2 separate regions of the Zea mays genome follow, and region 2 is linked to region 1. Evidence: chromatin contacts called from public Hi-C data. All regions are on one chromosome and are shown on one strand. The core of a region is the stretch at or near the end of the contact, and the rest is flanking DNA. Distances in the headings are between cores, read along the strand shown.

Region 1 (6,348 bases), core at 2,211-4,710:
AGCTGCTTTTTTCACAGCTCACAGCCCACAGCAAACTTTTTCACAGCCACAGCCCAACCAAACAGACCCTAAGTATCATTACGATTACGTATGGAGGAAGATAAAGTTATTCATAAGGCTCAGGATGTAGAAAGTGACAGATTCCTATTATTACAGCGACTCAACCGATTATGTGTTTATGTTGAGTTTAGATGATTTTTGCCCACAACGAATTTTATAGAAGCTCGCTGAAAAGCTGAGCGTTTGGCAGTCCGCATCAGCTTTTGGTGGCTAAAAGCTGCGAGAAGCTGAAACAAACAGGGCCACCCGGCGCCACCGCCACGACAGCTACCGCGGAGTGCGGACGCCCTGCTTTTGGGCGGTAACGACCCGCTGGCCAGCCACGGCGCTGCCCTGCCGCCGAGGGAACGACGGCGAGCGCGCCGCTCACACGTACGTCGGGACGAGGGACCTGCAGCCTGGGCTAGCGGACAAACCGTGCCTTTTTTTTTGTGCTGATAGGAGTATTTTCTACAGATTCGGCGGGGCTCCGGCACTCGATGGTCTCACTCAGCCAGCCCTCAGGACAGGATGGTCCTACTCCTGCGAGCGAAAGCTCGGTTTGGGGTTTTGGCTGCTCGCTGCTGGCGTACGTAGGGAGGTATCCCTGGTACGCGGCGCGCTGTGGTTCCTCCGGCGGCGGCCTCTTGGAAGCTTTGACCGCTTACGTTGTTCTCACTGAAAATTTCTAGAATCTTCATGCCTGACGACACTGATATACCTGGCCGCGGCATTACGACGGCGAAACTCCATGGGTACTTAGCAAACTCTTATGGCACTCGATCGACGACGACGCCCGTTGTCATTGGTTGAACTCAACGTAATACCTACCGGTGGCGGTGCTCGTTATTTGCCTCGCCCAACGTCATCACGGCGGCGAGTCTCAGCTAGCTCGTCGTCTCTTCTATTGGACCTTTCACTGTTCCTCAGGCTAGTTCCTGAGGTTAGACGACTGCTGCCACGAGTCTCGACCGTTGTAAACGATTGAGGTACTAGCTAGCTGGATCCAGTTGGTTTAGGAGTTCTCAAACCCGGTTCACTGCTGAAAACAAGAGCTGGTGCCTGGTGGGCTGGTGGCCAGGTAGTACAGGGTAGCCACACGCACGCACGCGCCTAGGAAATTAAACAGACCGGCCTACCAATGACTACGACGGTCACGTTATTCAGCATTGACTAGCTAGCACTAGCCACAGACCGGCCTAGCAAGCAGCTGGCGTGGCCGTCCTGGCGTCCATCCACATCTGCGCCGAGATATTTTCCCGGCCGGTGGTGTGGCCGTATCAACGCGCGCCACTTGGGCCCGTCACCCGTGCGTGTAGCTTGCAAGTCAACACGAGGCGGGCGCCCTGGCGCGCGGCCGGCGCTGCTGCGTCCCGTCGGAGACACCTGTCCGGCCAGAAACCGCACGGCTCCGTATTAGTTTACGTGCGCCAGCCATGTCACGTGAAAGCGCACGCGCACCGGTGTAGTACTACAGACTCTACAGTGTACAGGTCGCTGGGATCACGCCATCTGTCGACGGCAGTTCGTGGGCAGCCAATGCAAATGCAATCATGCAGCTGTTCATACGTGACGACGCGCTGTTCGCAGGATCGCAATTATTGGGGAAGGGGGGGGGGGGGGATTCTAGGCCCGCCGGCCGCTGTTGCTTTTTGGAAACGAAGGTGTGCCTGACGCTCGGCTCGAGGAACAACAAATTATTAGCTGATGATGATGAAGCGACTAACCGCAAGAGGAAAGGATGCGACGCCGTCCGCGATCTCTACTTCGCTCGTTTTTTCGGGATGGAGAGGAGATCGCTCTGTCGATGTTCCATCCGTCTTCCAGCGGAAAAAGGCACGGAAAAGAGCTCTTGCAGCACGCGCGGATCTCCCCTCGTTTATTTTTTCCCCCTCTCTGGGCGCTTTAATTTTGGCGAGCCTTTTTTGTTTTGTTTTGGCAATCAACTCGAGGCCGATCTGTACGTCGGGCCTAGATACATGATGTAGTGCTTTGTAGGAGACATTGTTGCTCCTTACGCTGTTACCACTGCTCTGTCTGCTGCACGTACTGGCCTGTCAACCCCAGCGAAAACTTTTCAGCGTAGTCCAGCGAACAGATGAAGCTGCTTTACCCGGGCCGCCTTAATCATTTGTTCTGGTATGTATGTATGCATGTATATGCAATTACGCATGCGCTTAATTAGGTAGCGAGAAAGAACGATGCAGAGCAACACGCACGGCAAGCTCGATCACGTACCTGTGTCCGAAACACCATGTGTTGGTCATGTAGTGCGTGGCCACTCTATAAGACTAAACTTTGTTCAGTGCCTGCCCATGTTCAGATTCCTACTAGCTAGCGCTCCTTCCACATTGCAACAGAAAAGGCCTCCATATCGTCTATGACAGGTCTTGCTCGGTGCATGATTTGACAGACACAAAACTACTAGTGCGTGTAGTATGCACCGCATGCAGCATCTGGCGCAGATACGCTCGCACGGGATCGGCCCGGGGAGCAGATCAGCGCTGCCGCATGTGTGCGGAGATTTGCTGAAAGCCTGGCACCATGCATACACGTTCGGTCGGCCTCAAGAATCTGCTGTTAATTAGGAGTGCTACTCTAACCATGTGCGTGTGCGTGGCTGTGGCTCGGTCTATCAGTAACTCCACCAGGCAGGGCCCCATGTCACGCTTTGAGATTTAGTAAAGACCGCGAAACCACCCTCCAAATTAAAAGGCGTAGCGACCTGGACTGGACCTAACCAGCTAAATGGCTGCACTATGACGAGGTGGCAGCAGCCCGCGCTTATTTTATCTGATCCGGGTCCCGGGGGGGTTAAACAAAGTGGTGTTCATGTGTCATGCCGTGATCCAGCGCTGGAGTTGGTTGTGTCGTGACGTCGATCGGGCCGGGCCGGGGCCTGCAACGGCGTACTTTAAACATAGAATATATAAGATACAGTCGTTATCTTTGTTCGTTCGAACTTGAAAGATCACGCACAGGTCAGAGCACGTCACGCCGCTTCTCCATTCCAAAACAGACCGCTTAATAACGGATCCTGCGTCGTCCCCGATGCAAAGTTTTTTTTTGTTTTGTTTTGTTTTTTGGGAGCGATTTTGATCCAGTCCGATCCCCGCAATCCTCAGAGCCAGCGAAGGTGCAAAGGATAGAAGAAATGTTCGTCTCTTTGGCGCGGGCGAGTTTGAACATGTACAGCAGGTAGGTGTCTCGTTACATTATTTGAGAGAGAGATCACACAGGTTTTGTCACGCAGGCGGCCACAACAGTTACGCGTAGCGTAGGACACTAATCGCCACGAGATCTTTTCCTCGCGGGGTTCCCGTGCCGCTGACCAGCTGTGCGCTTCGTGATTGATTGCATCGCATCGGCGCTGAACTTTGTCCCTTTAAATAGACACGGGTCATCTCAACCCTGTAGCCGCCTCTCCTCCTCCTTCTCCTTCTTCCCCCTCTCAAGGCTCCCCTCCTCCACAGCCTGCAGCCCAGCTCACGAGGACCAGGAGGAGAAGAAGTTGCATAGCCGCCCATCTGCATCCACACTCCAACAGTTGAGTCCCTCTCTCCCTACCACCCCCCCCCCCCCCCCCCCCCCCCCCAGTTGCCTTATCTCCTCACGTCCTAGCTACAACCATACCTGCGTGCGCCGGCAGCGAGAAAGGACCAGCTACCGGCCGTGACGTTCTTCTCACCGTACGTCGCCGAGGGATTAGGTGGCTCCTCGTTTCTCTCTCTCCGGATTCATTTTTTTTCAGCTCGGTTCCACGATCTTTGAATTTTGAAACAGCCCCTTTTCAATTCGGTGTCCTTTTGACGTCTTAATATACGGCGGGCCGCGGGGGGTGATGCATTGCTCGCCTACTGCTGCTACACCAGCAGCCAGAAGGCAGGCACTCGCGCCCCGGTGTTTTCTTTAGTTTTTTTTTTCCCGACGGCACAACTTGTTGCGGCCGATCCACCCCAAAAAAAATAACGCCTTTTTCCCCTAGGCGAAAAGTATTCCGGTTGGCCGTACGTTACGGCAAGTTGCACTGCGGTTCCGATGTTGATTATTGGTCCCCAGTCCCCACTCTCCCCTGCGAACGTTTGAAGGATAAAACCACTTGTTTTGCTTGTTTCGCTCACCAGTGTTCGTTCGTCGTGCTTTGTGCTGTGCGGCCGCGTTCAGGCTGCGGGGACGGGGGAGCAGGGGTAGTGGCAGCGGTCCCGTTCTCTGCTGCTGGTGGAGGCTTTCGGTTCCGGGCGCGGGCGGTGTGGTTTTCTGTGGTCTCGAGAATCCCGGAAAGGGAGCGAGCGCAAAGGTGAGAGGGCTTCTATTGATTTTCTTTCCGCTCTCTCTCTCTCTGGTTGTGCTTGCGTACAAGTTACAATCTCCAGTGCTACCCCTTTTTTTGCCGGAACATTTCTCTCTCGAAATCCGTTGTATGATATGATGACGAGGAAACCCCAAAAAATAGAAGAAAGAATTCCAAAACCCTCCCTCTCCTGTTCAGTATCTTCTGCGGCTCCGCCGTGGATTCTTCGTGCGGTGGATTGCTTTCTTCCATCTTCGTCGTCGCATTTTTTTTTGTGTTTGGCGGTGGGTTCCTGATGTCGAAGTGAATTCATCATGCATGCGTGGTGCAGATAAACTAAGCAGGGCGCTGCACGAGGATGGGGTGCGGGGCGTCGAGCCAGAAGGACGCCGGGGCGCCGCGGAGGCGGCCGGTGAGCGTCGGCGACGTGGTCGTCTTCCTCCCGGGCCTCCGCGTGCCGAGGGCCGTCGACTTGGCCCAGGCGCTCGGCGGCTGCCTGGCCAGGAGCGCCGTGGACCGGCTGTCGGCTCTGCGATCGCGGGTCGTCGACATGGCAATGCGAGAGTCGGCGGCGGCGCTCAAGCCCAGGCGGAGGGCGGCGGCACGGCACGGTGTGTAGAGACCGGGGTGGTGTGGTATACAGCGCCTTGGATTGGTAACCTAGTTTTTGTCTGCAAGCTGAAGGCTTCCACTGCTGACCTGGGCTGTCGCGTGCCCGCTCGCTTCTGTTTGTGTGCAGGGTCTAGTACAGCCAATCTTCTACAGGCCCTCGAAGACTACTTGCCGGCTCTGCTAGGACTGGTAAAAGAAGGTGAGGAACAGCTGAAATAGTGTAGTGGTTTCGTTGTTTTTGGTTTTGGTTCACAGTTTTGTTGTTCTGATTCACCCAGTATGTGAGACGTGCAGGTAGCGTCTTGAGGAACAAAGTGCACTTCACCTGGAGTAACCAGGAGGATAATGCTGAGGTACATATGTCCAGCCCCCGGATCTCGTCAACTTGCTGCTCTTTTGTTGTTCCAAATTCAGCTGTGCGTAAATCCAGCTCCTCCTCAATCTCAGGAGACGGCCATGCCAGACGCCTGGTACGAGGTGCTGTCCATGCTGCATCTGATGGCCATGGTCTGCCTGCTGCAGGCCAACGCCCTGCTTCTCCCGAGGTCATACGGCGATGGCTATGCCCCAAGGGTTTCTGAAGGTACTGCAACTGTTTGTTAACTGCAAATCCGAGGTGCGGTGTCGTTGCCTCGGAGACTGCGGCTCCAAGTTTCCTCCCTTTAAATTATGCCATGAAACACGCTAATGATTTGTCGTGCATTGACGTACCTCGGCCAATACTTCTCATGCGCTGATAAGGCGACATATTTCCAATGTGCTACAGAGAGTCGACGGGCTACTGTTGATGTCTTCTTGAAGGCAGCTGGATACCTAGACTGTGCAGTTCGGCATGTACTCCCGAAGATGCCACTGGAGCTAAGGTTCTGTACTCTTTAGCAACTTCCTAGCAGGCAGGCTTCAATTCAAACTTGAAGATATTTACTGAAACACTCCCGTCTAACATGTGAATAGCAGGAGACAACTTCCAGTAGACCTGGCTGAAGGAAATCTCAAAGCTCTAAGCCTCCAAGCCCTGGGTCAGGTACTGTCCTCTCAACTCTGCAAATTGGGTTACCTAATTTTCATAACTTCTCAAATGACGCCATTTAAATCGACAGTTCATTTGATTTTTGATTTGATGATTTTTCAACCCTAAGAGAACACTGAAGATATTATGCTTGTACGCATTTTTTTTTGAATGAACCGGCACAAGGTAGTGCCCATTCCATAGAATAGAGAAGAATGATAATTTTTTAACAATATATTACCTATTACTGTTGAAGGAACACAGATAACTCCCAATTTTGAAAAGCACAATTTTGTACTACTTTAGCTGCAATTTTGTTTTGAAAAGCATAAGAAAACTATCAGCATTCTATCAACAATTTGTCATACCTGTTAACATAGTCCTGTTACCTGTGCTT
Region 2 (6,348 bases), core at 1,818-4,317, 330 kb after region 1:
GTTTGTCATTTGCAATTTTTTCATTTCCACGAGCTCTCTTGTTTTCTTTATGCCTAAGGTTCTTTTTATAGTTGCGACCACGATGAGCAGGAGGAAATTTTGGATTTCTAAGTGGAGATCCATTAAATTTCCTTTTATTCAGAGCTTTATTCTGTGCATGGTGGACCTCGGGTAGAGGTGCAGCACCAACTGGACGTAAATGATGGTTCTTCATAAGTAACTCATCATTCTTCTCGGCTTGAATTAGTGAGTGAATAAGCTGGGAATAAACTTGGTGGTTCTCTTTACGATATTGATTACACAATACCCTGTCTGACGGGTGCATAGTAGATAAAGTTTTTTGTATCTTTTCTGCATCCGTTGGTTCTTTTTCACAAAATTTCAACCTTGTGCATATGTTATGAACTGTATGATTGTAATCAGTTACAGATTTAAAATCGTGCTGATAACGTGTTAAAAGTAAACGGTTGTGTGAACAGAGAATGAGAACTCGTAGTCCCTTTCCATTGATCTAGTACATATTTATACACAGTGAAGGTGTGTCTTTGTACCCCTTCGTGGATTACAGAGATAGAAAGAGTTATAACTTTTCACTAACAGACACCTTTTCTAACAGACACCTAATCACTAACTATTTCTATTTTCCGGAGTCCTTTGCTTCATGCATCCTGGCGACGAATGGTTGTACCTTTTCCTGAACGGGTGTCTTTTCATAAAGATGAGATCACCGTAGAATTAATTCTTAACACAAGAGACCTGCCGCGTTCCGCTTCCGCCACGCCGACGCTACAAACCGTTCTGCCGGCTTTGCCCTGATCCTGGCACCGACGCACGTTTAGCACCCACCGAGTGAGGCTCTTTCTTGTTTGATCGCTCCATTCCACAGGTGCGTGCATTTATACGGCGACGACCGTTGCAGGTTGGATGGCGCTACCGGTGCAGTACGCACCGTACCAGTCGGATTGGCGAAGGCTTCGTTTGGATCATTAGAATTAAATTTAATTTTAATAATAATAATTTAGGTATATATTAATAAACTAATTCGTTTTATGTAAAATATATTTATATATTATTATTAACAAGATATCAGAGATATTTATGTGCTATATTTTTAGTATAAAAAAGTGAGACAAAGAGTGTCATGTAAATTATAGAGTATAAACAAATCCTACTAATACATAAAATCATTTCTCATTCCTCATCTCATGAATTTGAGATAGGTTTATATCTAAACTTTGAAAAGTGGTGGAATATCAAATTCCAAACTAAATAACTTACTTTATTGAATGTATTCCAATTCCTCTAAAATGAAGGGATCCAAACGCCCTAGTAGAGTATTTAAGTGGGTAAATATATAAAAAAACTCAAGACATATATTTTGACAAAAACAATGTATCTTTGCTCTATGCTCGAGACAATATACTAGCTAATTGATGAAATTAATTTATTAAATATTTTGATTTGTGTAATGAATATAATAAGATACATGTTTTAGACATACCTATTGTATTACATTGTGTTTTAGCTGTGTCTTATGTTTAAAGTACCATGAAACGGTGTTAAGATTGTACATGTTGTAAGACGATGGGATCAGAGATTAGACCTGTCTGCATTGAAAACATAGGGGACTATTCGATCGCAGATCCAGACGATACGGACTGCCCGCTGTTTGAAGCGTATGTCCGTGGTTTACACGCCGCCGGACCACCGAATGAATGGATCCACCGGTCGACGGTTCTTCCTTCCCTCTGTGTGGTCCGCAGAGTTTCAGGGCTCAGGCTTTGACAATTGACACGCCCCAATTGATTTGCTGTAGGATCTAAAGCTTTGTCCGTAACGAAGAAATTATGTCGTACTAACAGAGGCCATCCTGAATCCTGAATGCAACACAGCCCCGACTTCGGCCCACGTACGTATGATAGATAATAGCCAGACGAAACAGATGCAATAATCCATCTGTCGTTATGGAATTAATGTTGATTAAGTACGATCGAATCTATAAAAAAATAATAGCAATATTAAATATCTTCGAACAAGTCTATTGTAAAAAAGATTGTTATAAAAATATATTCGACGTTCTATCTAATGATACAAATTATATATCAAAGCCAAAGAATGCTCCCAATTCGTGAGTCTTGCTTTGGAAATGAAACATCAAAACAGGACCACCACCCAAGCGAAGCGACAACCAACACAAGGGGCTTCTTCGCTACAGTAGCAATGGAATGTATGAGGCCCATACATATGCTTGCCTGCAAGGAGAAGGCTCACCCCTATCCAAGTTTCACGCTCTTCTGTCGGATTCAAGCCAGCAACTACAACTACAACACAGAAAACATCTTTGGGCTGCTTCAGTAGTATGCCGAACTAGGAAAGAGTCACAGTTGATATCCATTCCTTTGAAAAAAAAGAGAGTAATTCTAAGATTAGCAGATAGATCCAAGACTTAAATTGTTAGATGGTAGATGATGTTCTAAGAACTCGCACGTTTCTCTGTACAAGAGATAAGACTCTCTCCAACAAGGGTCGGTAAAGCCTCCTGTCCGCCAAATATAGCAGACACAAACGTCCGGTAAGCGTCCAGCAAGGTGCGCTATACTGTCCGCTAAAATTTAGCGACTCTTCCTCAGCCGCTACATTTGCCGGGCATACGAGCGCGCGCTATATACTGTTCCCGTGCTGCTGCAGGTCTGAACGCGCTTTCCATTCAAAGGACCTCGGAACGAACATGCAAAGGACATCTCCGACGTCATCTGAGCACCATCTCCCGTAATATAATAAACAATGAGAAGGAATTATGCTACACATGTTTAAGTTCAGATAATAAAAATTGTTAATAAATTTTAAAAAACTATTGTCTTGCATGTTTTATTTCAATTAGCGTGTAATGAAAAGAAATGAAATATAAACCAAATAAATGGACAAAATAAAGTCTGAGGACAGAATCTTTTAGAGTGTTCTGTAAAGTACAGAGAATATTCTTTTAGGGCTAATTTGGGAACACTAATTTCCCAAGGGAAAATGAACTAATTTCCTTTGGGAAAATGAAAATCCCATGAGAAATTAGTGTTCCCAAACTAGCCCTTAGGGGACGAAATTTAGGGGACGTTGCTGAAGACAGCCTAAGAAGGCTTGAGGTTACTAATAAGCGGCCTTAAGAACCATTGCTGTTGAATATTCGGCATGGCGAGCACGGGCGCACTTGCGCACACCCGGTTGAAGCAAGCGTCGCAACTTGCATTAGTCGCATGTGGAGTGGACCCGTCGCCATGCAGCTGCTAGGAGTGCTCGCCGATAATGGGCAGTGGTCGGGCGCCGGCGCGGCGAGGTTTGGGCTTCAGGACACCGGCAAGGCGGCAAGGCTTGGCTTGGGTTCACAAAACTGATTTTAAAAACGTAGCAGGCCTCCCGCATAGTCGCGGGGTTTTCCAGTCTTCGAGGCAAACGTTTGGGCTTGGGCCTCCCGCACGGCCACACTCCACGGGGATGCTTCTCTGCACAACTGAACTACCAACCAAACATCCGAAGAAACCCAACTAAAACCACAGGGAAACCTCAAGCTCACACCGTTACACATCCTCCTCCGTCCACCCTGTCCTCCGGTCCCCCGTCATCAAACCCTTCCAATCTCGTCTTCCCCACACCCGTACCCATCAGATTCTCCGGGAGGGGGAGGGTAGCTGAAGGGCACCCAGTGGGCGCAATGCGCGTCCTCGCCGTGGTCCTCCTCGCCGCAGCGTGCGCGGCGGCGGCGGCCGGAGGCGGCGGGGAGCTTCCGGAGTTCCGGGAGGCTCCTGCGTTCCGCAACGGCGCGGCCTGCGCGGGCGCGCCGACGATCCACATCGCGATGACGCTGGACGCCACCTACCTGCGGGGCTCCCTCGCCGGCGTCCTCTCCGTGCTCCGCCACGCCGCGTGCCCGGAGTCCATCGCCTTCCACTTCGTGGCCTCCTCGGCGTCCCCGGCGCGCCGCCTCGCCTCGCTCCGCCGCGCGCTGGCGGCCGCCTTCCCCACGCTCCCGGCCACCGTGCACCGCTTCGACGCGCGCCTCGTCCGGGGCAAGATCTCCTCCTCCGTCCGGCGCGCGCTCGACCAGCCCCTCAACTACGCTCGCATCTACCTCGCGGACCTCCTGCCGCGCTCCGTCCCCCGCGTGCTCTACCTCGACTCCGACCTCCTCGTGGTCGACGACGTCGCCCGCCTCTGGGCCACCGACCTCGGCCCCGACGCCGCCCTCGCTGCCCCCGAGTACTGCCACGCCAACTTCACCTCCTACTTCACCGACGCGTTCTGGCGCCACCCCGAGTACGCCGCCGTCTTCGCCAACCGGACGCGCGCCCCCTGCTACTTCAACACCGGGGTAATGGTCATCGACCTGGACAGGTGGCGCTCCGGCGGGTACACCGCGAAGCTGGAATACTGGATGGAGGTGCAGAAGCAGGAGGCCAGGATTTACGAGCTGGGCTCCCTCCCGCCGTTCCTCCTGGTGTTCGCCGGCGAGGTCAAGGCCGTGGGGCACCGGTGGAACCAGCACGGGCTCGGCGGCGACAACGTGGCGGGCCAGTGCCGGGAGCTGCACCCCGGTCCGGTCAGCCTGCTGCACTGGAGCGGGAAGGGGAAGCCGTGGCTGCGGCTGGACGCCGGCCGGCCGTGCCCACTCGACGCGCTCTGGGCGCCCTACGACCTCCTTCGCCGCCGCGGTGCCCGGGACGATCTCCTCGATGCCGTCGCCTGACAATGCTGTCCCCGCATTGCTGGAGCGCGATCGATTCATATGCCACGGCCCACGGCGCTTGGCTGCTCCGCTCACTCCGCCGTCCCACGGGTCGATGTCGGCGTCGGTCCGCCGAGTCACTGATACATTAGTCCCACCTGGACACTCCGCATGGGTCCCATTATGGGTCCATGCTGTCAGTCGTTATGGCGTTGGTTGGAGTGGCGCTGTCGGTACTGAAATTCGTCGGGCCCACACGTTGGTGGCGGATGGGGGTTTTGTGGTGGGGGCCGAGGTGAAATGCAGACATGGGCTGTGTACAGCTGTTTTTTTGGCCTGTTGGGACCATAGATCCTATATATTCTTTATTTTGTTCAAATTCTTACTTTCATAATAGGCAAAAGTAGTGCAGACACAGGTTTTATCACCATGGGATAAAACTGGGTATATTTGGAGTTAGTGTTGTGTGTGTACAACTGTACATGTATAGTATAAGTCCATGATCGTCGTTGGTTAGAGTTTAGTTTGCGGAAACAAGGAGTGTTGTTCTTGGGAAATGTCGCTTGGTGTAGTCTTATTTTTTTTTGTACTAAGTACCATGCTGCTATTTATAGTTCGTTGATCGCAGTGCAGTCAGCCAGATTTGACGTGTCCTTTTGCTCTCAGAATGAAGGAAGAATATTGCTAATCTAAACTTTCATATTAGGAACAAAAGTAAAAGGTTAACTGGATGTCGCCTGGTGGCACAGATCTCAATCCCGCGTCTCCAAAATTCAGGCATCTGAATCTGACTTTCTAGCTTTTGTTTAAAGCCTAATCCACCCATGATTTCAGTGGAGTTTGGTGCCTTGTGAATCGAATGGGCGCTGGCCAAGTGCTCGAGGGGATCTTTGTAAAAAATAAAGGGTAGCAAATTATTTGCTTCTCCCGTGCGCGAGCGCGACAGGGAAGAAAACGGTGCGGTTGCTTTCTGCCTTTTCTCCTCAGTTAGCATCAGGTTTCCAGAAGGGGATGATCTCACGATTGCGGTAGCGTGCGAGCAGCGAGCGTGATGTTGTCGACGGGAATGCGGCTTCGTTCAGGATTACTGCAGCGGTGACAGGCCTTCCAAAGGTGCTTAAAGTCTTTCAAAACTGACCACATCCAGTTGTGCACTTGTGTTGGGCTGCGTGCCTTGATCTGCCCAACTGGGCACACACGCTCCGCCTCCCCTACTCCCTGCGGCTCGGTGCTGGTGCTGTAGCCTGTAGGAGAACTGACACAAGCGGCACCGACAGTCTGGGCATTTTACTCATGGACTCACGCAGGATGATAATTCATGTGGCAAACAACACCATACGATAAAATCAAACAAGATCATAAAAAACTAATATGCATAGAATTCAAATTCTATATGAATACATGATACAAGTTCAATGAAGAAAAACTCCATGGACAAAAGAATCAAACTTATCGCTAATTTTTTAATAACCGAATCAAAACCGTGTGTGATTTGTCGAATGTCGATCTCCTCGAAGGCATTGGCGCCAAAAAAGGAGTGGAGTCAGGCGATTTCTCAAGTTGAGAGCTAGGACTCGCTGGTTCGTCAAGCTCACCGACCACCGAGTACGGGTTGCATCATTGTGACGAGTGGT

The links. A called contact is a pair of places that touch in the nucleus more often than the background predicts.
Region 2: a Hi-C map of ear shows a contact between it and region 1, with 2.7 times the contacts expected there. The contact joins the promoter of LOC103641870 here to the promoter of LOC100277506 in region 1. A contact is called at or near these places in 3 of 25 Hi-C or Micro-C datasets (ear, leaf and tassel).

The regions. Positions count from the first base shown.
Region 1 is chr10:134,762,635-134,768,982 of Zm-B73-REFERENCE-NAM-5.0, forward strand. LOC100277506 (Endosomal targeting BRO1-like domain-containing protein) reads left to right here and starts at 3,461. Exons shown (of 12, transcript NM_001407261.1): 1 at 3,461-3,585; 2 at 4,204-4,336; 3 at 4,662-4,941; 4 at 5,070-5,141; 5 at 5,237-5,295; 6 at 5,390-5,525; 7 at 5,709-5,805; 8 at 5,900-5,966. The coding sequence starts at 4,689.
Region 2 is chr10:135,095,938-135,102,285 of Zm-B73-REFERENCE-NAM-5.0, forward strand. LOC103641870 (probable galacturonosyltransferase-like 3) reads left to right here and starts at 3,068. Exons shown (of 1, transcript XM_008665186.3): 1 at 3,068-5,363. The coding sequence starts at 3,704. The coding sequence ends at 4,735.